Regions from separate parts of the Anas platyrhynchos genome. Here region 2 is linked to region 1. A link is a contact called in public Hi-C data. All regions are on one chromosome and are shown on one strand. Each heading gives the region's core, a stretch centred on a gene start, on an enhancer-like site or on the middle of the called end of the contact. The rest is flanking DNA. Distances are from core to core; before and after follow the strand shown. Region 1 holds the start of WASL (WASP like actin nucleation promoting factor). Region 2 overlaps WASL (WASP like actin nucleation promoting factor).

The links. A called contact is a pair of places that touch in the nucleus more often than the background predicts.
Region 2: a contact with region 1 is called in a Hi-C map of small yellow follicle, with 2.4 times the contacts expected there. The contact joins the enhancer-like site here to the promoter of WASL in region 1. A contact is called at or near these places in 5 of 8 Hi-C or Micro-C datasets (F5 follicle, liver, skeletal muscle and 2 more).

The regions. Positions count from the first base shown.
Region 1 is chr1:23,355,263-23,362,102 of IASCAAS_PekinDuck_T2T, reverse strand. It overlaps WASL (WASP like actin nucleation promoting factor), which reads right to left and starts at 4,133. Exons shown (of 12, transcript XM_027458119.3): 1 at 3,603-4,133. The coding sequence starts at 3,722. LOC119717008 (a long non-coding RNA gene) reads left to right here and starts at 4,283. Exons shown (of 2, transcript XR_011806814.1): 1 at 4,283-5,341.
Region 2 is chr1:23,403,924-23,410,763 of IASCAAS_PekinDuck_T2T, reverse strand. WASL (WASP like actin nucleation promoting factor) reads right to left here. Exons shown (of 12, transcript XM_027458119.3): 12 at 2,999-5,696. The coding sequence ends at 5,635. Among named protein-coding and RNA genes, the nearest start is that of LMOD2, 26 kb to the left of the region's middle. Within about 2 kb of position 2,728, at least 2 of the 8 cell types and tissues checked have an H3K27ac peak or open chromatin away from gene starts, as enhancers often do. A contact at or near this core is called in small yellow follicle, where this site is marked.

The DNA.
Region 1 (6,840 bases), core at 2,884-5,383:
TTGATGCTGTTTTCACAGGCACAAGTAATCTTACGAGATGGACAAAATCTTTAATTCTTACCAATCAAGATCTACAACCCCCCCCCCTTTAGGTTTTTACTCTGTTTTATCTCAACTATTACTGCAACTTCTCCTTTGGCTCTGACAACCTTACTCTAGTCACATGCAGTTTTAAAAGCAGCCAAAATAGTTTTCTTAGTTTACTGCTGTGTCACTTCTCTTCTTGCATTCTTTACCAGTTCCTGTTTACCACATCACTGCAGAGAGATCTCACAAACAAGCTACTCCTTGCCTTACTCCCTTGTCCGAGTGACGAGTCCCACTTCTAAGCAGTATACAATATCCATGCTCCATTACCTACTTCCAATGTTATCAAGTGTTACACACTTCTCGTGTTTGCTTTCCTGAGGTCTCCTACATGTATAGAACTGTTTCTACACGAATAAACTCATTCTTTATCACTGATGTTATTGACCACTATAAATCATGCAAATTAATGAAGTATCTTTATTAGAATGGATGAATTGGACACCTCACATTTTTTCATAAACTTGTTCCTTATGATGAAATTGAAGTGAATGACATACAGGGATTTAAGGAAAAACTTCGAAGTTCAACACAACTATGAAAATATTTCAGTAATACATAAAAAAAAAGTAATCTACTAGCTCATGTTAAGGTAAGTTTAAATACACTTATTTATAATAGAAAGAAGTTAGACTTCTATGGATGGTAGGTTTTATACCTGACAGGTAACAAATGTCACATCTGAATGAAAGCTAGTTAAATGCTTTTCATATATCTATGCAACAGGGAAAGTCCTGAAGAGCTACGTGCTGGATACCTACTGTAAGTAGTTCTACATCTGGATCCAAGTTTTAACTCAATTAGCTGTAGCTAAAGCTTTAGCTATGAGCCAATGACTTGTTTTTGCTCCTTACAGATTAAACTTTCAAAGATATTTTGATCGCTTATAGACTCAAACAAGCATTTTACAGCTCAGCAAGTTAAAAAAACAGGAGTCAAAAATCAGTACAGTTGTCTACTAGGCAATGAGATCCCCCAAGTATCGGCAGTCCTCCATAAAATGGTATCACCCCAGCAACACAAACACAATTATGGCTCTTCACCACTTCCATGACTCCCATGTAATTTGTGTTTATCAGTCATAATGACTTAAGATGCCATCGAAATTATGTCAATGTTGAAGATCAGAGGTTGCGAGTGCTCGATCAATATTCAGCTACTTAATTTCCATAGAACAGAAATTGGCTGGTGGAATCCTCAGTGTTATTTCAATGTAGCTGCCTTGTAAACAAACACAGTCACAGGAAAGGCTGCTGAAATAAATCAGCCCTGCGGTGCTAGGTACCTTCTTAACCAGGACCCTCAGGACTGATGTGAGCACTGTGCCCTCCACAAGAGCACTACAAGTTAGCAGTGCAAAAAGAGTACCTAGGATTGCAGTTGAACATCTCATCTGTTCCTGTTGCATTTGCTTCCCTAGTCACATAAAAAGGTTAAGTAAAACCTAACCTGAAGTGATGTTGACATGGCAGGCACGCATCACATCGAGCAGCGAACCCATGCCCTAGCCTGGCAGAAAGGCCACCTGTAGCAGTCAGCTCAATGTGTAGGAAAGCCAGCTCGCAGCATCCTGTGAAATTTGCAGTTTTCCTTTCCTAAAAAGCACCATTTATTGCCTGAAGTATCACCAATGAATAATTCAAATGTGGATATTGAGAGATCAAATATCACGAGTATTACAGCAAAAGGGCATTCACCAGCACAGCGTGCTGCCACTGAGTTACAGTCGAGCCAGAAGGTCAATAGCATCGAGCACACCAACAGGCTCTGATGGGCATTTTGGACTCAAACCGGACAGCTGAGGCAGTTACCATCCATCCCCAGGTGCCCACTCCATCCCTGAGACAGAGATGTTTAAGCTGTTCAGGAATCAGTTTCCAAACTGCCACCATGTTTGGCTCTGCCTAAAAAATCAGATTTAGTGTCTCTGGAACTCTGATGGTCTTCTGGACTTGAGCCCTCAGGTATATGGCAGAGACCCTCCACTACAGTAAGATGAGCCTGTACCTAGCCTGGAAATCATACAGGGCAGGGGGAAAAGGGGAAGGAACAGGCCACAGCTGGGGAAGCCTCAACTGGAAAGTCATCCAAAATTCAGCATAAGCCACAAGAATGCTTAACTACAAAAAAACATGAAGCAAGTCATGTCTACAAAGCTATCAACCTGCCACAGATCACATCACCCAGATACTACAGAGATATTTACCTCCAAAGCCTGCCTTAAACGTTATTTATGCAGAAGAGTTGAGAACTTGAGTAGGTGAGTGTTACAGCTGAGCGTAACAAAGTGTTCACTTGGCAAGAAAAATCTGAATTGAAGGAAAACAAATTTAAACACACAAGTTCCTCCACTATTTTTTAATTTGGAGGTGTCTTACTTTTTTTTTTTTTGCCAAAGAGCTAAACATGTGAAATGCGTGCCTGAAAATATTTCAATGAAAAATTTCTTACATATGCATTACTTCACAAAAAAAAAAAAGTCTTCTCTTTGCATGTTTTGTGATCACACCTTCCGACCAGTTTTAACCTAATTGCTGTGACAGCATCTCAGATTTAGCTCACCCCAGCGTAAACATCACCTGCTTCCTGTTCGGGCACTACACCTCTCGTTTCCCTTGAGGGAGACGGGGCTGACCTGACCCACAGCACCATTTCAAAGTCCAGAGCTATGCGGGAGCACCGTGATCACCGACGTCCTGCTCCGAGCCACAACTTCCCACCCATAAAACATCCCCACGGCACCGCAGCGCTCCCGTGCCGGGCACGGAGCATCCCAGGGCGCCGGGTACCCATCGGAAATGGCTCCCAAATGGTCGTTTCCACAAGAGGAGCAGGTTTCGTTTCATTTTTTCAGCAATACAGTGATTTGGTTTTCTGAAAGAATCATATTTTTTTCAAAAGGAGACTGACTGCTGAAGCTGTTCAGTGGTTGTTTTTTTTAAAAATAGGGATGAGCAGAGTTTTGCATTAGCACACAAGAAGGCATTCTGAAGATGAAGAACTGGAAAACTGACTTTTGAAGCTGTCAAGCGGCCGCTTGGTAAACACAGCTGGGCAGCTTTACACCAACACGCGAGAAGATATTCTGCGGGTGAAGAACTCAAAAGCCGACTTCGGAAGCTGCCTGTTACGAGCACAGGCGGGTACAGCCTCACGTTAGCGCACACGGAGGCTCTGTGGGGAGGCAGAACTGGCTCCGCGGCTGGTCCCCCGGCAGCGCCGTGCCCTCCCCGAGCAGCCCCCCGAGGATGCCGCCCCGGGGCCCCCCCAGCCCGGCCCGGCCCGGCCGAGGCAGGCCTAGCACCGGCCCGGGCCTTGCCGCGGCTCCTCCCGGCCTGGCGGGGCGGCCAAACTTCCCCGGCCGGCTGTGCCCGCTCCCCTCCCGGGGCCGCCGGCCGAGCCCCCCCGGCCCGGTCCCTCCGTCCCCGGAGCTCCGGTGGGCAGCAGGCAGGGGGAGCCCCCTCCCCCCCTCCCACGCCCCCCTGGAGCCGGTCCCCTCCGGGCGCGGGGCTCACCACGCATTTCTTGCCGAGGAAGCCGAAGAGGCTGTCGTTCTCCTGCGGGGTGAGCAGCAGGGAGCCCACGTTGGTGACCCGCCGCGGCTGCGGGGGCTGCTGCTGCGGGGCGCCGCTCATGGCCGGGGCCGGCCCGGCGGCGCTGCCCTCCCTCGCCGCCCTGCAAGCGCTGGCGCTCTCGGCCCCTTCTTCTTCCTCCTCTTCTTCCTCCTCCTCCTCCTCCTCGTCGTCGTCCTCGTCCAGCCGCCGCCTCACGGCAGCCGCATGGCGGAGCCTGCCGCTGGGGGCCGGGGGGACGGAGGGCGGCGGGCAGCCCGGCCGATGGCTGGCTGGCCGCCCGCCCCGGGCGCCGGGCTAAACTTCCAACTTCGGCCCGGCTCCGGCGGCCGCACGATCCAACATGGCAGCGGGGGCGGGCGAGACCACGGCGGGCGGAGGGGAGGCCGGCGAGAGACGGAGCGAGAGCGCCGCCGCCGCCGCCTTTTCCCCTTCTTCCTTCCCTCCCTTTCCCTTCCGCTCCCGCCCCGTCGCGGCCTCGCCTCGCCCAGGGCCTCTCCCCGCCGGCCTCCCCCCTAAATACCTGCCGGGAGGAGGAGGAGGAGAAGAGGAGGAGGAAGGGCGAGGGGAAGAGGAAGGAGCGGGGCTTAGCGCCGCCGCTGCCGGGATGGGGGCAGGCGGAGCGCGGCTGGAGCCCGGCACTGGGCTCCTCTCAGGGTTTTTAAGTCAAAAGCCGTTCAACGAGTAACTCCAGAACGTTTTTTTTTTTTTTTTTTTTGGCCTTTTCTCTCTGAAAGAAGCAGGTTTCCGTGAATAGTTCCACCGTGCAAATCACCGGGTGGATGGTGCAGGGTGGGCGGTGTTGGCGGTGCGGCAGCGGGTCCCTCTGCGCGGTCACACAGGCAGGGAGCAGCAGGGATCCGAGCCCTGAACCCCGCCTGGCACTGCCTTCTGCAGCTGGAGCTGAAATAACGAAAGGTGTTAGCAGGAATTTTGGGCTCCCTGAGGGGTCAGCTGCCGAGGAGACCTCCTGTATGCAGGCAGCGTTGTCAGACGGATTTCTCATCACCCCCACTTCTCCCCACATGACACTAGCGGAGATGGAGGCCGAAGGCCTTTGGAAGCTTCAAGATCCTTGGCACAGCTGCCATGTGCCCCGTCCGGCTTCCAGCTGCCCAGAAGAAATGCTTGTGAGGGCTAGGTGAAGACAAAGGTGAAAAAGAGGTGGCTAGGTGAGCACCTTCCTAGTCTTCTCGGTGTTTTTGAGTGGTGTGTATGGCAGCTTCACCTCCTCTGATCAATTAATTGCCCATCTGGAAGACGCTAAAGCAATTCCCCCGTCATGTTTGACTTTGTTTTAAAGGGAAGAGCCGATGAAGCACAGGAAGAAAGGAGCTAGAAGAACACAGGAAGAAAACGTGTGAACACAAATCTTATGTGAAGCTGTGCTGAGTTCTCTTCCTATCCTCCCAAAAGATTGGGCAGGAACAGATGGCAACCCCTTCTGCTCTGCTTACAGGCCCTGTTCACCATGCTTAAAAGAGCCTGTAGCTGTGTCCGAAAATATAAGGAAGACAGGACATAGTGGAAAATCCCGAGCTTTTAGCATAAAAAGAGTTTAAAATACATGCACAAAGGACTCCTCAGTGTGCAGAGCTCACAGAAGTGGCTTGGGTCTTTGCTATAAAGGAACAGCAAACAGTAGGAACCAGTTCTTTCAAATTATTTTTCAGCAGTCATAGGTACTTCACTTTCATTCCTTTCTTGTGTAAGTATGTGCATATTTTAGTGGAAGGGGAAATATTTTAGCTAAAGAATTGGCAGCATTCCGTTTGTTGAAAACGTATGTGAAGAGATAAAACACATGGAAGCACTTTACAAGGCACTTCTTTTTTCTTTCTTTCCTTCTTTTCACAATTTTACAGCCAGAGCCTGTTTCAAGGAAATTTTGTATGTGTCTTGGTGGTCATAGTGTAATAGCTAAAAATATAATGCACCTTTCACAGGTAAATGCTGGTACTTTCCTCACCTCTCTGACATGTTATGTTCATTGCTTTTCTTTCCTCACTCATTTCTGTTAACTTTTACTGTTTGTTCCTTACTGTGTAGATCCTTCCATTCAGAGTTCTGGGTGATACTTTTTGCTTCACACTGTTCCTCTCAGACCAGCTGGCTGGTAGCTATTCTTAAGGGCCTTTTAACCTTCAGGCTCTATTGTTAGGATTTTGTATGCTTTTTTAATAGGGGTAGACAGGAAAGGGAAGAAAAAAGGGCTATTTTCAGATCTTGTGTTTCATTAATTATGCAAAAGCTGTTTCTGTTTTTGTGTCATGGCAAAGCAGCGAGTCCTGAAGTGAAATGGAAATATCAGTATCTGCTGATGAGTACAAGGTACCCGAAGAAAAATAGATTTTTGCCTTTGGTATTTACAATTGAAGTAATATCAGCAAAGAGCTGCTATTCCTGCATAAAACATCCAGTTTCAACAAAATTCTGCTAAGCAAAGCCACCAACCAGAACTACCTGTCTATATTTTGAAGAAATTGCAGTGTTCTTTCTGACCTCTCTTAGGGAAGATGCTGTCATTTTTTATCCTAAGCTTTCCTCTGCATGTACTGCAGTAAGCAGCTTCGAGCTGTGTTGCCCACTCCTGATGCCAATAAACTTTGTGGGAAACTGCTCTTCATTTGCATTTATTCTATTTAAGATACCAACTCATAAGGCCAAGGAACTGGAGTATATCAAAAGTGACATTCTTATGTCAGTATAAGCACCTGTAATGATTTTAAAGTGTTACATTATAAATATGTATTTAATAAACAGATTTTATTATCCTTGTCAGGCTTACCTTTGACAGAAATTATGTGTCTCTGAAGTTCATCTTTAAATGGGGACCTCTATTTTTCCCAGTAATTTTTTTGCCAGCTGCAAATTGAATTCCATAACTAGGCTGAAGTTACACACTGTGAGTTTCAGAGTTTAAATATTCACCAGATTTCAAAAATAGCATTTTGCAATTGAAAGTGGAGTAAAAAGCTGAGCAAGACTTTCTACTTAAAGTTGATTTTTCTAGAGCTATGAATCAGAGTATATTTCAAAGTTTTTTTGAAGTTCTAAATTTTCTCAGTGCAAGAAGTTAGTTTTCCAAGGAGTTTTTATTTATTTATTTATTTTATGTATTTATTTATTTATTTATTAAATAGCGGCACTGTGTTTCTCAAATCTTGATTTTTGTCCCAAT
Region 2 (6,840 bases), core at 1,479-3,978, 50 kb before region 1:
GTCTTGCTCTACTGGACTCTATAGTTCCTTCTGCAGAGTTGCAGTCAACTCTTTTTTTTTTTTTTTTCTCCAGATCTCTGAACACTCTTGGTATGTGTTTATTTCAGTTTTAGCCACTAATCCCAGCAGTAGGGATGTTCCTGCTTCCCAGGCACCTTGCTGAGGACTTAATTCTGTTGGTAACTTTCCTTTTTTCCTAGCCTGGTAAGAATTCTGCTTTATGTGATAGCTTGCATTAGAATTGGGGTAATTCATAAAGAACTATGGTAAATTATTATTAATAAAATCATAAGAACTATTCTCTCCATAAGCAGTAACCCACATGTGACAGGTCGTTTGGCTGAGGAACACATCACCAACGTAATGTGCTATATTCAAATACTTTTCTAAGAACACAGAGTCTGCAGGGAGACCTCCTGCCAAGAAAATCAGTAGTTCCCTCTCTAAACCACAGTATGCCTGCCTCTCAGACACAAGTGTTGGAAAGGTCATCTAGAAATATGTCTAAAAATGTATTATTTGTTTGGCAAAATGTAGGCATGGTGGAGAAATAAAAAGGTCCACGTACCATTTGCTACACTTTTCACCCAAGAATTATATTGATTTCACATATGAAAAGGGCAACATGTTGCACAGATACGGCTTGGGTGCAATCCTGAGTACTAATCAATAGCATGCCCATTTCAAAAGCATACCCAACAGCAGTATCACCGTCTATAGTTTCTCTTTTAAGTGATCTGGACACCAATTTTGATACAAAGACCTTGCTATTTGATTTTGTACCAGATAATCCACTATTAGCATAGTAAAAAATATCAAATCCAGGCCTGACCACTGTTTAACATAACAGATACCAGAGTGGTTTGCTTGTTCTCCTGAAGTACTCTCATTCTTACACATCTTGGGGACAGAAGGTAAATTTCAGTAATCTATTCTGTACGGATTAAGGTGTTAATTGTATGGTAGCATCCAGTAAAAATGAGGTGGGGGCTGAGAAAAAGGCACAAGCTTCCGAGCAGTCTGAACCCTGAGCATACAAGATAGCCCCACCTCACAACAGAGGGCTCCAAATCCAGCTCAGCTGCTCTGGTAGTTGCCTGGTTTTTGGCATCAACATTCATAAGAGCCAACTGCGATTCTGTGTGCCTGCCGATGGCATTTAAGCAAATACTTTGTGTCTGATATATGATACACGCATTATATTTCTTATTCCCAAGCCTTAAACTCCAGATACTATTGTGTCCCCCAGCTGGGGCATACAAAAACATAACATTGGTTATTGCTCTTATAGAACTTCCTCTGTATTTTTTATAAGTTCTGAAGCTTTTTCTCAGAAAACCTTGCACACCACCAGTCCTGAAGTAGCAAGTATAAAATTCATAATGCTGGAAAAACAAAACTCAGAAGAGACAATTAACATTCAGGGAGGGAAAAGCACAAAATAATGGCTTAAGTTCACTCCAAAAAGACTCTAAGAACTTTTCAGATCACTAGTAAAACAGACTGTGTTTGTCAGCACTAACCAATAGAATACAATAAATGTAAAATACCTAGATTCTCCAGTGCAAGCACGTATTAAGCTGTTTAAAGATGGGCAAGTCCTGCAGGCATTACCCTAAACCCCACTAGAATAAAAACTTGAAGAACTGATAAATCACTATTCAGGCTCACCTGAGCAGGTTGCTCTGCAAATACTGTAAAATTCAGCACAAAATAAAATTTGTCAAAAACATCTATTTGTATTTCAGTATTGATGCAACAATACTATTTCTCTTCTCAACGTGTTCACCCTTTTGAAACCAGTGATTTCCAACTAATGTTTTTTTTTCTTCAAACAAAAAATACATGTGCTGTAGTAGTTAGTTGATATAATCAAGTCTCCCCTGTAACTGTGCAGACATCCTCATGCTTTTACCACCACCTTAGAGAACAGCGTGGGGCTGGTGTCACCCAGAACCAATCTCAAATCTGCACACTAAACCTCCGCAGCTTCTGTTCCACTTTACATTGCCCTGTGCCTTTTTTGCTTGCAAGAAAACTTTAGGCAACAAACAAATACAGAGCAACAGGCATCCCTACTGCTGTGCTAGAGGATAGCTCTGGCCCTTGAGAGAGGTTTAGTATCTTCTAAGCTTCCCTAACCCATTTACACTTTTCTATAAATAAAGCTGCTTATCGCTGTACTTGAGCTTCAGGAGCTTTAATTAGACCAGGAATTCCTCTAATGATTAGATAGAGGCTGTTGCAATGGATCAGTAAGTCTTATAAACAAAAGAACATCTCCTTTTTCCTCTTTACATACATCTTACTTGGGAAAGCAACCACTGTCAAAGAAAAAAAATAAGAAAAAAGAAGTTCTGCAAATACATTTTTTAAGCTTCATGTCATGGAGCAGAGAGAACTTTATATACTTAATCAGCACACCCTCTACACAACAATTTCAACTTTGTCTTCCACTTACAGCCTAAACACCAGAGAAGCAATAAGCTTCAGAAGAAAGCACACACCAGATAAAAACTCAAAATGCCAGACTTCAGGTGGTTTAGAGGAAACCAGGCTGAAGTGTCCTAAGCCCAAGTACTGCAGCATACAAGACAAGGATTCACATCTCTAAAAACTTCCTAAGTCGCAGCATTCATTGCGAAGAGTTAACTAGTTAGTATTCACTCTGGATTAATGGAGCCCTGTTTGTTTGACCTTGAAATGTTGCCGTATTATTGCACTTGCCTGCAGCAGTAGCTGTTTCCAGAGAAGCTGCTGAGCAGCTGTCAGATGTGCCAGGAGCACGGGGTGTCACATTCTTACTCATTGTGTTTATTCACTAGCACAATCCAACTTTCCAGACATCAAAACCGCTGTGATTTGACAGCCGCTATTTACTGCTTCGTGAACTTGGCTAGGCAACCAAAATGGCTTTTGAAGCGTGTAAGCAAGATGTACATCTATTTTAAACGCTGCGCCACAATTAGCACTTAAAAACCACACAGTTTTACGCTAGTTGGGTCAAATTAATTTTATTATGCTCCATGATGAATTGCCACCAGTGCAACATCCTATTCACTGTACATTTCAAAAATTCACATACTAAAAATTTCAGTTTGATAAATGGAAAACTGAATGATTGAGAAGTTCTTACAGATTTCATACGTACAAGTGGCTAGCTGATATTGTCTATGCACATAGAGTGTTGAAATACAAAAGCCTCATGCTAGTTTGTTAATTGCTAAGGCTATCTGGACAGTCATTTAACCAGAGTATACGAGAGGCCTTCATTACAATGTTTAGCAACAATGCACCAGTATCATGAAATGCTATCTTCTGCTTGTAGTGCAAGTGGCGGAGTGCTGAAGCATGCAGTTATGACTAACTTAACTGCTGTTGCAGTCTTTATGCCCGAAATTTATCATGTACATACACTATTTTAAAGTAAATATTAACCTGGACACCACAGAATATGAGTGTACTCTCTGCGTGAAGAAAAAGGAAATGAAAAAACAGAAGCTGTCTTTGGCCAGTATCTACAAATTAAAGTTTTACTCAATAACGTAACTTCAGAGCTCCCAAAACCTGGAACAGAAATTTGATTAATGAACTGTGATACTTAATAATTAACTATATTACAGAAACTCCAACTCTGGGAACATAACAGCTAAACATATCTAGTAAGTAGCATGTTAGGAAAACCTCTAGGCCTCATCTGCTTAATTTTAAAATGCCCTATATGCAATAACAAAGAGGGAGCAGTACCAGAGCTTATGAAAGCCATACAAATATTTTCCTTCTACACGAGTTCTCAACTCCGCTGCTGTTAGCTACCCCTGGCTGCACTTGCACTTGATCCAATGCTCAAGCCATTACAGCAGCAAAGCTCGTAGGAAGTGTTTCCAGCAGCAGAGTGCAATAAGAGAGTTACTGCAAGGAAATTACATCACTTGGAAATAGTTTTTCCTAGTGTTATGTGCTTAAATTACTCTCGGAAGGAAGTTAGCATCCTCTGAAAAATTTAACTACAACCTTACCCCTCCCACTACTTGTCAGTGACTTTCCTTTCTTCTCACGTAACTAAATTAATTTGCTAAAGACTAGGTTATAACTGGGTTAGAAATCCAAGCCGTATCATGCAGGTCCAGCCTGTCAAGATCAGGTCATCGCTGGGTTTCAGTCGACACAATTCCGATAACTTAAATTGAGTTTGATACCTTGACTACAGTCCCAGGACGCTACGCATTAACTACGCTCCAAATATGACTGACTTAACTAAACATTCTGTGTCAGATAGTGTTTTTAGAAAGATTTTCTACCTGAAAATTACAGTAAGTACAGTAATTTATGCTGCAGATATTGAATACCTGCACAGCACAGATTAGTATTCTGTAATAGGCAGATATGCCAAGGTTTACTGCACTATAAAGTACAACATGAACATGTGAGCTGTGAAATGAGAATCCCATTTTCTGTCCACTTATTCAAATAGTACTCTTGTGAATAGGGTTCTTGATCTTCGTCACAACCCTTGGTCTTAAAGCCAACGTATGAAAACAGAATATTGCCATAAAGTTCAGTATATAGTCAAACTGTACATTGTGAGTTAATGGCTTTCTGACTTTTTGGATGTAGGATTGGTGCTTTAGCATTTGTTATGTACCATAACGCAAAGACTGCAAAGTAATCCCACTTATGTTTACTTTATTAGTACACCAATGCCCTACAAATTTTAAAAAAGTAATTAAACATTATTGAAGCAAGCAATAAACGCAGCCCTTCAGCCTGAAAACCACATAAAAATGATTTAAAAAATAAATCAAACTGTAGCAATTGCCAGTCTCCAGTATAGCCCCCAAAAATTTACATTTCTTCATTCTGAAAGACAAGAGTTGGAAAAAAAAAAAAGGACTGAACTGGTCTGCATCAAATATGCCTTTATCACTTACAATGTAAAGCCACCCTGTTTAACCTCAGATAGAGAGTTCCCTAATTATAGTATTCAATTACTACTGCTGTTTGATAGCAGTCAGTATTGCTACAGTTAGGGCAAGGTAATCTTCACAACTAGCTGTGCATCTCCGTAGTGATTTTGTTTTATGTAAAGCATACTGCTAAGATTTGAACTGCCATGTTGTGGTGTATCTGAAACCATGCAATAGTATAAACCAGCCTCAACATTCATGTAGCACTGCATTTGAAATGAAGGGGCTAAATAAACTAAGAGCTGCATCACTTAAAGAACATAGTGCTATACTAGGTTTTAATAAGAAAATTTAGATACAGAAAAAGTAGGGTATGAAAATAGTGTTTTCCTTCTTGCATTATAACTAAATTACATTAAGGTTTTCGTCAGTCTCACATATTACATTTAAACTCCCTTATTGATGGAATGGAAAGTATTCACATGTACATGATCATCCAGGTGTAAACTTGCACACATTAACAGGGAGTAGCTTTGTAGAGGATTATGACAAACCTTTACAGATTAAATGAGGTATTGCACAGATTAATAAAAAAGCAAAAGGCAACAAAAATATACAGCAAATTGGTAGAACATTTACATGATAATTTTACAGAATCCATAGACAGAAAGTAGTGTTTAGTATATCATTCACCTTAAAAAATATATATATATAATATAATATATGATCAATCATCCCATTCGTCGTCATCTTCAAAGTCTTCTTCATCATCTTCATCCTCATCTTCATCTAAAAAACAGGAAAAGCAAGTCATTGCATGCACCAAATTAATATGACAAAAGCGCTACTGATTTCACCCACAACATTCTGAAAAAGAACAATCAGCTGAAGGAGGTCAGGACAAGACACCTGGTAATATTATATTTTAAGATTGCTAGGCGTGATGCTCAGTTTAGATTGATACTGGTTGAAAATTACATGTTTCCTTTCTTATTCCCTTCCCCAGGTAGGAAATTTTTATCTTGTTTTCTGCTGAGAAAAATAATCAAATTCTCATGTCATACTTTTACTATTATTTTTTTTTTTTTTTTAGAGAACATGAAATGTCAGAAAGGCCAGCTTGTTCCAGATTGAATTTTAAACTTTAGATTAATTTCTAAAGCATAAGAACTGTTTCTCCCCAAGTTTATTCTCTAACAGGATTTCTGTTTACTGCACAAGCAGATAAAAATATTTTTGTGAGCTGAAGACTGTTGTGCACTGTGCAGTTTAGAATATTCCAGTAACCACATCAACTTCAAAATCAATTTTGTTAACTTTATCCAGCCTTCCACTGTTTTTAATTTTAGCATGCTACGATTTTTAAATTACAATACATATAAACTACTGATTTGTTAGGGAAGAGCACTCCCCCCTCCAGAATATGGTGTATTTAGCATGCTTCCAATGTTTAATTTGTGTAAAGCACCAAAACTGGAGATTACCACAAAAGGACACAAATCAAACTGTGTTTAATGGTCAAATGGTCTGCAGACTGCAAATGCAGGTCTGATACTATTGTAAGCTCTGGAAGAAAAATAATCTATCAAAGCAGAAGAGGTGTAACTCAACAGCTGCACTGGGGCTACTGCACTGCGTTTTTTTTTAAGCTGGTATTAGAAGGAGAGATGAAAATCTTCCATTCTTATTTTTCCCAAGCACTGAAGACTGAAGCAGCTCAGTACTAGCATAGGACTTGTCAAATAACACTAGTTATCTGCTTATTATCCAGCAGGTGGCATCCAAAGCACACTTGGAAGCCACAGTTCTAAGTGCATGAGCCTCTGCAAGAGCCCTGGCTTCTAGAAACAGACCATTAAAACCCTTCTTTTCAAAGAATGTAGAGGAGAAAAAATCATCACATCTCATGGACAAAATAAGATGTAAAAACATT